Regions from separate parts of the Triticum aestivum genome. Here region 1 is linked to region 2. A link is a contact called in public Hi-C data. All regions are on one chromosome and are shown on one strand. Each heading gives the region's core, a stretch centred on a gene start, on an enhancer-like site or on the middle of the called end of the contact. The rest is flanking DNA. Distances are from core to core; before and after follow the strand shown. Region 1 holds the start of LOC123047499 (AT-hook motif nuclear-localized protein 9). Region 2 holds the start of LOC123047496 (probable serine/threonine-protein kinase BSK3).

Region 1 (6,150 bases), core at 693-3,192, 180 kb before region 2:
ACAGTACTGGCAGCTACCAATGCTCCACCCAGAACACCTCCAATGATATGCCTCTCCTGGCTGCAGAGCGTGACGCTGATCCCGTCGGTTTGATTTTGCTGGCCCTCGTTCAGATTGTAAGAGCCGGATAAACTCAAGATTTCATACAAACCCTACAAAACAAATGCCCATCATGGAGGGTTACATACAGGTCTCAGGTGCATCAGTTCTTTGATTTGTTCCCTAACCGTATGTAGGTTGGTCGCCTACCTCGTAAATGGCAGAATTGTTGTAGGAAGGAGGATGATCTGCCGGGTGGCGGAGGACGGCCCTGGAGACAGACCCCATCGCCGAGAGCACGCACACCGCCCTCGGCGACTGGCTCGCGAATGCCGCGATCTTGCCCGCGACATCCTGTCAAAACGATTGTTACGGTTCTGTCTGTCAGTTCAGTGAGCTGCAACAGGATAACAGAGGAATTTGTTGGGGAATTCTGGTGGGTATGTTACAGTTTGCATTGTGTGCATACCTCTGAAGGAGATGCTGTGATGATGTGGGGAGTGAAGCTCGTTCCAGCTGAACCGGGGAACGCATTGCCTGGACAAAATAGCGATTTTCAGAGGAATTAATTTTCTTCATTGTGATTTCAGTGAACTTCAGGCTATGCTGTGACAGTTCAAGTTTTTTTTTTTTTTTTTTTGCTACGTCTCCAAGCCCAAATCAGACTTCAGAGTGTCAGGAAAACTTTGCATAAAAACCAGCAGCCTACTAGAACAAATGATTTCTAAGATGGCAGCAACTGATAAGAAAATTGAGCTAGGTGATACTCTGTTAAAATCACCAAAAATCAACATTACAGATATTCTTTTGACAATTGGCAGGCAGCAGACTGGAATTTGGTAAAAATCTGAATTTAATCGCCTTGAGTTGGACAGTGTATATATAATACTATTCAGAGTTTACAAAAAATAAATGAAATTCAGAATTGGGTGTGTATATATATATACTGACCGGAGGGTTTACTGGTTGGGGAGGAGAGCTTCTTCCCGGTGCCCGGCGGCCGGCCGCGCTTCTTCTTCTGGGCCGCGTCGTCGATTCCGCCCGCCATGCCCTGTCCGGCCATCGACCCCATCCTCTGCTGCGGCGCGCCCATCATCTGATGATGCTGATGCTGCTGCTGTTGCGCCGACGACGAGGACATGTGGTGCTTCATGGCGCCGTCGGGCCCGTACTTGCGCGGCCTGCCCCGCTTCCGCTTGACGGGCTCCGGCGGCGGGCTGGCGACCGGCATCGTCCCCCCCGAGCCGGAGACGGAGCCGCCGCCCATGCTGTTGTGCTGCAGCATGGAGGAAGGGGATGTGGCGTTGTCCATGCTGAACTGCATGGCGGCGAGGGAGGAGGCGCCGCCGCCGCCGATGGACTGGAGGATGGCGGTGGGGCTCATGCTCATGTTGGGCATGGGGCGGATGACGGAGTGCATCCCGGCGAGCGAGGACGGGCTATGCTGCCCCCCGCCGCCGCCGGTGCCGCCGAGCATGCGGAGGTGCTGCTGCGGCTGCTGCTGGCCGTAGAATGGCGGCAGGTCGGACGGTGCGATGAGGTCTTTGCCATCCATGCATGGATCACCGCTTCCCCCGAGGTCGCTCAGGCGTGAAAACCAGCCGCCCTCGCCCTGATCATTCACGAACAGTATCGGTCACCTCCGGCCGAGCGCCGAGCGAAGCTCCCTCCGGCGCGGGCACCACCGGAAAAGGAAGGGGGGAGCTGGAGGAGACGGGACGCGCCACCGGACGAGCAGCTGGATGGATCAGGAGGAGGAGGGGGAGGAGGAGGCAATGATGGGAGGGAGATAAGATGACGCGGTTGGCCTACATGCACGCACGCACGCGCAAGCGGGCAAGTAGCTAGCCAGCCGCTTGGACGTGTTTGTCAGCCAGGATGGAGGATGGGCACAGCACCGCCGATGGATCGATCGATCGATCGCCGATGGATGGATGGATGGATGGATGGAGGACGGCAGGCAGACGGATAGGCGAGTCGAGGCGAGGCGACACATCCGTCCCCGCGGCGGTGCCGATAAGATTTCCGTTCCGTTGCTTTCGCCCAACGAAAAGGCCGCCATAGCTTTCGTCGGGCGCGCGGCATCGTCCATCGACAGACACCACACGCCCCATCCATCCATCCATCCATCCGCTAGCTAGCTAGCCGCTGCGTGGGGTGGGGTGGGGTGGGGTGGCATGTCGCTGCCCGCCCGCTCGATCCCGGCCCCCGCTCTACAGTAGTCCATGGAATAGCCCCGGGCCCGCCTGTCATGTGTTGTGTCAAGCAACTTGCTCTGTGCTCCTCGAGAAGATATTTTTCGCCTTTGTTCTTTCTGTCACAAGTAACAGTGCGCCCGTCGCCTTCGTCGATCGCACCGCCTTGTTACGCACAATTATGAAATAACAAAGAATACGCATATTGGAATGTTTACGAAGTACCCCCTCCCCGGTAAAGAAATATAAACGCGTTTAGATCAAGTGTTCGAAGGCATGTGACTAAACAGGAATCAAGGTGGAGGAGAACCGCTCCGAAGATTAGACCGCCACACATGCATGCTATGCCATGCAATCAACAATATTTTCGAACATAAGCCTAATATCACCTTGTCATTCTAAATCACGGTCAGTCGTTGTCGATAACATGGTGATGACGACTCTTACAGAGAATGATCGCGCTAACACCCCTCCCCCTCCCCCTTGTTGCGTCCATGCCTCCATGGCGGATTTGGAAGGAGGAGGTGCTGTTGCATGGTCCTCTTGGGCCCACATGACTACCACCTAATGGGCTTCTTTCTCATGGGCCTTGAAGCTTTTTTTTACCTTTTATTTAGGTACGTCTTCTTTGATTTGTTGACCATGGCTAGTTTCTTAGACTTTCGGTGACTTGATTTGACTTTGATAGTTTGCCATGTAGATTCCATATAGGGCTAAGCACTATCTCATAGGTAGGATAGTTATTCTTGCAGTATCAATGTTCATTTGATCGAGACTGGTAGCGTTTGACCGGTTAATTATTTTATGGGTGCAAGTACCAAAACAACCGTTTAGACCAGGCAAAAACGACAATACAAGCATTTTTTTGTTGTTTTCCTAAAAACAGACATCTAGGCCCGTAATTTACACTCGTAATACATCAACATAATCAAGAATTGCTAGGTGCGAGTTCCATCGAAATTCATCTCCCTCTTGTGTATTAGCTCAACATTAGCAAAGGCGGTGGAGTATCTCCTTTCACACCACTAATTTCTAGTCGTTCAAGTCCCAACGAAATGAAACTTCTAGCGGAGAATTATAGAACATTTATTTCGCGCACAATATTGAACATGCTGTTGCATTAATTGGTCCGGAGTGGTGCATTTCCTAGCAACCAAAACTCCCATTATATTTGGAGTGTTGTCTTTGATCTTTTTTCCTTGCTATTGGAAGGAGTATTTGAGCTTGATTCCCTCTTTCCTTTAGCTACCGTACAAGCTTTGCCTAGACTGGACAGTCACAACACCCCCATCTTCTGGGATTCTAGTGTGGGTCATCTACCAAAAAGTTCAAGTTATATATGAAATATGGTGGCTATTGAGAGAGACTTTAGAACTGTAGTTACAAATGCCTAGAACAAACCTGTGAGTGGTAAAAGTTCTAATCACCACCTAGAGAAGTAAAATTAGGAATATTAGAAAAGCCATTAAAGGTTGGAGTTGCAACATAGAGGATGGACTTAGAAACCTCAAGAAGGATATGACGTTGGAGTATGATAGTCTTGACATCAAAGCTGAAACTATTGCACTCTCTCCTGAGGAGTTGGATAGATTGAAACATATAGGTTAGGGATGAACAAAATTAGGTTAAAGCATAGTGGACGGCTAAATCGTGCAGAGAATGTCAAGAGAGGTTTGGGGTAGACCGAATTTGACATGGGAGGAGTCCGTAAAGAGAGATCTGAAGGATTGGAGTATCACCAGAGAACTAGCTAGGTACAGGGGTGCGTGGAAGCTTGCTATCCATGTTCCCGAACCATGAGTTGGTCACAAGATCTTATGGGTTTCACCTCTAGCCTACCCCAACTTGTTTGGGACTAACGGTTGTTGTTGTTGTTGTTGTTGTTGTATGAACAAAATTTGGTTAAAGAAGAAACTAAGGCTAGACAAAGATCCAGAGATAGGGATATCAAGGAGGGTGATAAGAACACTACTTACTTCTGTGCACTAGCTAACCAGAGGAGGAGGAAGATGCTGGTTCATACTCTCCAAGGCCCTAGTGGTCCTATTATTAAAACTAACAATATGCTTTTAGTAGCACTAGACTATTACACAAAGTTATTTAGTAAAGAAGATATAATAGGTTTCTCAACAACGAATGACCTTTTCCAAGATGCTGAGCCCTAACTAATGAGGAGAATAGGATGCTTGATGCTCCTTTTTCCCGAAGAAGAGGTTAAGCGGTCTTTGAATAATATGCTGATGGGGTCATGCCAAATGGGATTCCCTTCCTTTTCTACCAGCACTTTCGGGATTTCGTTAAGTTAGACTTAATGGCCATGTTCAAAGATTATTGTGAGGGAACTCTAGATATCTATAGGATCAAATTTTCCATGCTTGCCATGATGCCTAAAGAGCCATCGGCTATCACTATAGAAAAGGTAGGCCATAAGTCTGTTGGGGAACGTAGTAATTTCAAAAAAAATCCTACGCACGCAAGATCATGGTGATGCATAGCAACAAGAGGGGAGAGTGTGTCCACGTACCCTCGTAGACCAAAAGCGGAAGCGTTAGCACAACGCGGTTGATGTAGTCGTACGTCTTCACGATCCGACCGATCAAGTACCAAACGCACGGCACCTCCGAGTTCTTGCACACGTTCAGCTCGATGACGTCCCTCGAACTCCGATCCAGCCAAGCTTTGAGGGAGAGTTCCGTCAGCACGACGGCATGGTGACGATGATGATGTTCTACCAACGCAGGGCTTCGCCCAAGCACCGCTACGATATTATCAAGGAGGACTATGGTGGAGGGGGGCACCGCACACGGCTAAGAGATCAATGATCAATTGTTGTGTCTATGGGGTGCCCCCCTCCCCCGTATATAAAGGAGTGGAGGAGGGGGGCGGCCAAGGGGATGAGGCGCGCCCAAGGGGGGAGTCCTACTCCCACCGGGAGTAGGACTCCTCCTTTTCCTATTTGGAGAGGGAGAGTGAAGGAAGAGGAAGGAGGGAGGAAGGAAGGGGGGGGGGGCGACCCCCTCCAAATTCGGATTGGGCTTGGGGGGGGGGGGCCCTCCCTTGCTCCTTTCCCCTCCTTTCCACTAAAGCTCGTTAAGGCCCATATACCTCCCGGGGGGTTCCGATAACCTCCCGGAGTTTGCAAGGCTTATAGTGATGTGCATTACCGAGAGGGCCCAGAGATACCTCTCCGACAATCGGAGTGACAAATCCTAATCTCGAAATACGTCAACTCAACAAGTACCTTTGGAGACACCTGTAGATCACCTTTATAATCACCCAGTTACTTTGTGACGTTTGGTAGCACACAAAGTGTTCCTTCGGTAAGCGGGAGTTACATAATCTCATAGTCATAGGAACATGTATAAGTCATGAAGAAAGCAATAGCAACATACTAAACGATCAAGTGCTAAGCTAACGGAATGGGTCAAGTCAATCACATCATTCTCCTAATGATGTGATCGCGTTAATCAAATGACATCTCATGTCCATGGTTAGGAAACTTAACCATCTTTGATTCACGAGCTAGTCAAGTAGAGGCATACTTGTGACACTATGGTTGTCTATATATTCACACATGTATTATGTTTCCGGGTAATACAATTCTAGCATGAATAATAAAAATTTATCATGATACGAGGAAATAAATAATAACTTTATTATTGCCTCCAGGGCATATTTCCTTCAGTCTCCCCACTTGCACTAGAGTCAATAATATAGATTACACAGTAATGATTCTAACACCCATGGAGCCTTGGTGTTGATCATGTTTTGCTCGTGGAAGAGGCTTAGTCAACGGGTCTGCAACATTCAGATCCGTATGTATCTTGCAAATCTCTATGTCTCCCACCTAGACTTGGTCCCGGATGGAATTGAAGCGTCTCTTGATATGCTTGGTTCTCTTGTGAAATCTGGATTC
Region 2 (5,886 bases), core at 743-3,242:
TACCCACAAGAAATACGGATATGAAAACATAACTTAATTTGAATGTTCTTTAAAGATATACATAGAACCTTGAAAATCCGAAGCCAAAATAGAAAACCAGCACCAGGGACATGAGTGCCTCGGCACTTAGATGCTGCAAATCCTCGTCCCGTTTTCTCCCACTAAACAAACATCGCTGAAAAGTCTGAAATAAAATCAAAAAAATACTTGCTCGAGTGCCTAAGCTTATAATTTGAACACAACTTCTTTTTTTTTTCGGAGCGTGCATGCGAGATTCCTGGGCACGGAGACCCGAGAATATCATTAGACATCGTGCTACTTTTGTGCGTACTTTACGCGCTAATTAAGGCCTTAATTTGTGCACTCGTGCAGAAACGAAAGTGGCGCGCACGCACGCACCGGTTGATGTGACCGGCCGGCCGGCCGGCCTCTCCCAGTTGCCATTTTCGAGCTAACCAATTAACCAGGCGTTCGTACGTACGTACGTACGCGCGACCACTAACGCACGCAAAAATACAGATACGCTGCAGTCTGCACAGCATCATTTCGCTCGCTGGACATATATTTTCGCGCATTATACTCCACCGGCCGTCCCTCCCACCGCCCGGTGGGCCCACCCACCGGACGGCCACTTGGCACGGCCGCCAGATCAGCCGTGCGCAGCGGCCCTGGCCTGCCCTGTCCGAGCATGCAGGCGAGCTGCCCTGCCCTGCCCTGTCCGAGATGATTGGTTGACAGCTGGACGGTGATGGAGCTGGTTCCCGTATCTCGTCCGTGCCTGCTCCTGCCACGCTGTACCGTGCACGCCAGCCTGTACGCCCGTACGCACGTAGTACGTGCAGCCAGTTAAATCGTAATCATGCGTGCGTGCGCCGGATTCTTTTCCGGCGAGCACCGTTTTCGAGGAGTGAAAAGTGAACCTTTCATCAGCGCTCGATCCATCTCATCTCAGCTTGCCATCATGCCGCACGTACGCACCAAAGAGCGAGCATTCTCCGGATAAAGATAGCTACAAAGTGAAAGCGAACCTTCTTTCCCCGCCTCGCGCCACGCCATTGTGCTTGCTCGCGAGCCGTGATTCTGAAGACCACATGCATCGTTTGGGCAAACGACATATACTACTTCCTCAGTGAATTTTTGTAGAGGTGTTGTTCTAGGTCGCTGCTTTGTCCATGTTGTATAGTGAGGACAATTCCAGCAAGAAAGAAGGGAGATAGCGAGGATAAGCGGATTGTCGAACCGCTAATCTTCACCATTTCCCCTACTTTCCTTCGCATTTTATCAACTGGTCATGCTAGAGACAAAGACAGTCTGCGGTGTCACGGGTTGTAGCAAGCACCAACGACTCGGTTCAACCGGCGTCTGCTTAGATGACGTCTAGGGAGGTGGATATGCCCCCGGTCCGGTTCATGAGGGGGCCAAAAGTCTCAGTCTTGACGTCACGTGGGTCTCGTTACACGGAATGCTCTTTTGGTAGGAGGCGACGTGCATTTTCATAAATAGCAGCGAGCGAGACGTTTCTAATGATGTCCATCCTGAAATAAATAAGAGAGGACGTCTCACTCAAATGAAGATATCTCGCTTTTCTGTTTCTGTATTTCAAATAACGATGAAATGGACAAGTAAGTCCATCCAGGAAGAACAAAATCTGTTGAAGATTTAAATTACAATTTAAAATCCAGTATGAATATCCGTTGAATCAAAGGGGCCCTCTTTGACTAGCAGGAGTATAGGAAGAAAAGCAGCGTGGGGGCAGGGCGGTGGTCACCAACGGCCTCGCCGTGCCGTTTTAGGCGCCCATTTGTTTACTGTAGTTAGCAGTACTCCTATTTAATTACTCTCCCAGTAGTGGATCAAGTACAGTACTACAAATTACCGCGCGATTAGACCCCGGGCCCACGTGCCAGCGGCACGGAGTACAGGCATGTCGGTATAAAACATTAAAACTAGTACTACTAAAAACCCATTAATAAACTGCAGCATTAGCGAATAATACCACCACCGGCTCCCACCCCCCACCCCCACCCCCAGCACAGCAAGGTGGTGGTGAGAGAGGCGAGGGGCGAGAGGGAGCGAGCGAGAGCCGAGAGAGATCCAATCCAGTCCAGCCCAGCCCAGTCCCCTCGCCCGCCGTCGCCGCCGCTTCGATTCGCTCCGGTTCCGCGCTTGCTAGCTCGCTCAGGCGAGGTAAGTTCCGGTGCGGCCTCGTCCGCTATGCTGCTGTGCTCGGCTTTGGCTCAGATCCGCGTGCGCGCGGGTCCCGCCGCCGACGACCTCCCCGGTTCTCTTCTCAGGCTGCTTGCTGCTCAGGTTGCAGGTTCGGCGGCGAGGGAGGAGGGGGATCGGAATGGGCGCGCGCGTGTCCAAGGCCACCTCCTGCTGCTGCCTCCGCGGGCAGCTCCACGGCAGCACCCGCCTCGACGACCCCGGCTCCGGTGCGTGCCCACTGCCGCTCGCAATGCTCCATGCTCGCTTGCTTCGCCCTGCTTGCTACTAGCTCTCGAGATTTTCCGCTTGCTATTTCTGGCGGCCGCCTTCCCCTTTTCCGGAGCCTGTCGGCTTCCGCGATTTCTGCTCCGCTGGCCCCCGAGATTGCCGGCGGGGGCGGGATTCGGGGGGCGGGTCTCCGATCGACCGCGCGTGCGCCGCGCCGACCGCCGCCGCATTTGGGGGCGGCTGACGATGGGTTGAGCCCAAGGGTTATTACTCGCCTCTGATTCGTTACTAGGCCCGCGGATTGGGCTGGCCAGATGGGTGGGGATCGGGGTAATCCGACCGACTGACTGACCGGGGCAGGCGGCTTTTGGTGCGCAGAGGAGGACGAGCAGGGGGAGGCGTACGAGCTGCCGGCGTTCCAGGAGTACACCTTCGAGCAGCTGCGGCTGGCCACGGCCGGCTTCGCCGTGGAGAACATCGTGTCCGAGCACGGCGAGAAGGCGCCCAACGTCGTCTACAAGGGGAAGCTCGACGCGCAGCGCCGCATCGCCGTCAAGCGCTTCAACCGCTCCGCCTGGCCCGACCCGCGCCAGTTCCTGGTATGTGCCCCACCTGTCGCCCTCGCTTCGCTTATCCTCTCTGGTAACAATGCGCGTCTGGTGGGTGTTACTAATGCTGCCTTGATGCCACTAGTTCGTTGCTGGTTAGTAGTAGTTATTGTGCTGCTTGCAATTTGAGAATGAAAGAGGATGATGTCTCTTATGATGGAGGTCGTTGATTTCTACCTGCTCCTGACCTGCGATGATATGCGCGCTTGTTAATTTACTTATCTTGCTTTTGGATGGATTCTTATGATGGCTGGCAGATGAAAGGGTGGCATCTACCAACTGTCTGGCCAGCATATTTTTCTTTTTGTACGATTATTAGATTCCAATGTTCAACCAGTGTGAGACAGCAATCAATCATTACCAGCCACTACTTGTCCCATATCCCCATCATTGTGTTCTACTAATGCTCTTGGCAAATCAACGATTCAGCATTTTTACAATCTCTATTGCGTTGCTATCATAATTGGCGTCAAATATGCTAATCTATTTGACAAGGTTGTGTATTTTCTTACTGTACTAGGTCCACTCCTTGGTCCAGTGCTTTATATGACCCTTCTGCTATCAGTCATCTCACTTTATTTTTTTTTGCTTTTAGGGTGATATCTTTATTTAGATGGCTAGTAATATGTACAAGTTTTTGCTCTGTCTGTAGCAGGACAGTGGATGGCATTTTTATGTGTCAAAAGTCGGAACAAAATCCTGTTTGTTGATACATTTTTTGCTTGACCCATACAGTTCCAGTAATTTTCTAAGATTTGCCAATATCTTTTGGGGAAATAATTATGCTTCAGGAAGAAGCTAAATCAGTTGGTCAGCTCCGGAGCAAAAGGTTAGCAAACCTGCTTGGCTGTTGCTGCGAAGGTGACGAGAGATTGCTTGTTGCAGAGTACATGCCTAACGACACACTAGCAAAACACCTTTTCCACTGTGAGTCGCCTTGCATTTCCTGGTTGTAATTATGTTTAGCGCAGTTTGTCATTGTTATCTATTATTTTTCTCAACCTTTAAGCTTAAGTACTTACAGGTTCATGATGTCGTATCTGTTAATGATTGATCTCTGTCCATGTCTAAATTTTGCAAATGAATTTTGACAAGAAATTGTTCGGATTGTTCATTTTCTAAACATTGTTCCTCATGACTGTTGGTAATTATGTTTACCACAGTTTGTTATTGTTATCTATTATTGTTCTCAACCTATAGGTTCATGATGTCGCATCTGTTAGTGATTGGTCTCTGTTCATGTCTAAATTTTGCAAATGGATTTTGACAAGAAATTGTGCAGATTATTCATTTTCTAAACATTGTTCCTCATGACTGTTGGTAATTGTTACATAATGCATAGGAGTAATAAGATTATCTGTTTTAGACACATTAGGTCATGCAACTCAAATATTACTTGAAAGATTCTCACACTTGTATTATGTCTAGTCTAGCTATCATTTCGGACCTTTAAGTGGACTGGGACCATCTGCACATTATCTTTAATGCCTTACTTGGTTAATGATGTAATATTTCTCCATTATTGTATGCATTTGACAGGGGAAACCCAAGCGATGAAATGGCCCATGAGATTAAGGGTTGTTCTCTATCTTGCTGAGGCTTTAGAATATTGCACCAGCAAGGGGCGTGCTCTCTACCATGATCTTAATGCCTACAGAGTTTTGTTTGATGATGTGAGTATCATGCAAATTGTTTTGCCAGCATGGTAAACTTTATTTATATGCGTGTTTGCTGTTGCATTGGTTGATTTATACATTGTTTACATGCTGCAGGACTGTAACCCTAGACTTTCATGCTTTGGCCTTATGAAGAACAGCCGGGATGGCAAAAGTTACAGTACCAATCTGGCATTTACTCCTCCCGAATACATGAGAACTGGTTGGTTCCTTTTTTATGTTGCTAAAACCCTATAGCTTGCTGTAGCAGTCCCAGGATGATCTTAGTAGAATCTTTCTTGTCAGACCACATCGGTACCGAGCTTTCTTGCAAAGCTGCTATGCTCTAATGATGTAGTTGTGTAGTTTGAGATTATACCTTGAGTTTATTTCTGCTTGTGGAACATCCTTAACCACTGTACAGTGGGGATGGGGCGGGTTCAACTTCCTTAATATTATGTCATAGTATAGCACCGTTTACATAACACCCTATATTAGATTCTCTGAATGTTTTTGCTTCCTAATGGTTTGATCTGTGAAGTAAATATACTAAGTAGTTGTAAATTTCAACTGGCATGGCTTACAATATGATTCGAATCCATGAATATACCTTGAGATCTTCACATGTTGTGATAATTGTAAGAGGAAAGGATCTGCATAGATCTCAAGGTTGCGATTCATGGTTGAGATAGTGTGTAGAGTCACCCTTTCATGATAGATGATATTGGCAGTTCGCCCTTTTCACAGAACCTAGGTTCAATGCTAGCTTCACAATCAAGCATGTTAACTTCTTTTGAAGATTATATAATGTTTCATTTGAGTTCTTTGTACTAGGCAGTCTAGGTGATACCTTCATCTCTTTTTAACCACGTATAAACACTTTACTGCCCCAAAAAAACATATTGTCATTTATTACACCACAGTTCACCTCTAACCTCACCCTCACACTTTCGTGTTTATTCTTTTACTTGCAGGACGTATAACACCTGAAAGTGTCATATATAGCTTTGGCACCTTGCTACTGGATGTTCTTAGTGGGAAGCATATTCCTCCGAGCCATGTAACAACTTTGAGCTTTAGTTCTTCCACATCATTTTCTATCTTACTTCGCTTCTTTGGCATTATTATACATTTATTGTAATTTTAAGCTTCTTCAGCATCATTATGCATTTGTTGTTTTATTTACT

The links. Hi-C and Micro-C count contacts between places; a contact is called where the count stands out from the background.
Region 1: a Hi-C map of leaf shows a contact between it and region 2, with 2.0 times the contacts expected there. The contact joins the promoter of LOC123047499 here to the promoter of LOC123047496 in region 2. A contact is called at or near these places in 2 of 5 Hi-C or Micro-C datasets (both in leaf).

What each region holds. Positions count from the first base shown.
Region 1 is chr2B:796,231,891-796,238,040 of IWGSC CS RefSeq v2.1, reverse strand. LOC123047499 (AT-hook motif nuclear-localized protein 9) reads right to left here and starts at 1,942. Exons shown (of 5, transcript XM_044471070.1): 1 at 991-1,942; 2 at 509-576; 3 at 250-393; 4 at 1-152. The coding sequence starts at 1,594.
Region 2 is chr2B:796,050,527-796,056,412 of IWGSC CS RefSeq v2.1, reverse strand. LOC123047496 (probable serine/threonine-protein kinase BSK3) reads left to right here and starts at 1,992. Exons shown (of 12, transcript XM_044471068.1): 1 at 1,992-2,187; 2 at 2,311-2,435; 3 at 2,815-3,035; 4 at 3,836-3,971; 5 at 4,584-4,717; 6 at 4,817-4,922; 7 at 5,674-5,759. The coding sequence starts at 2,348.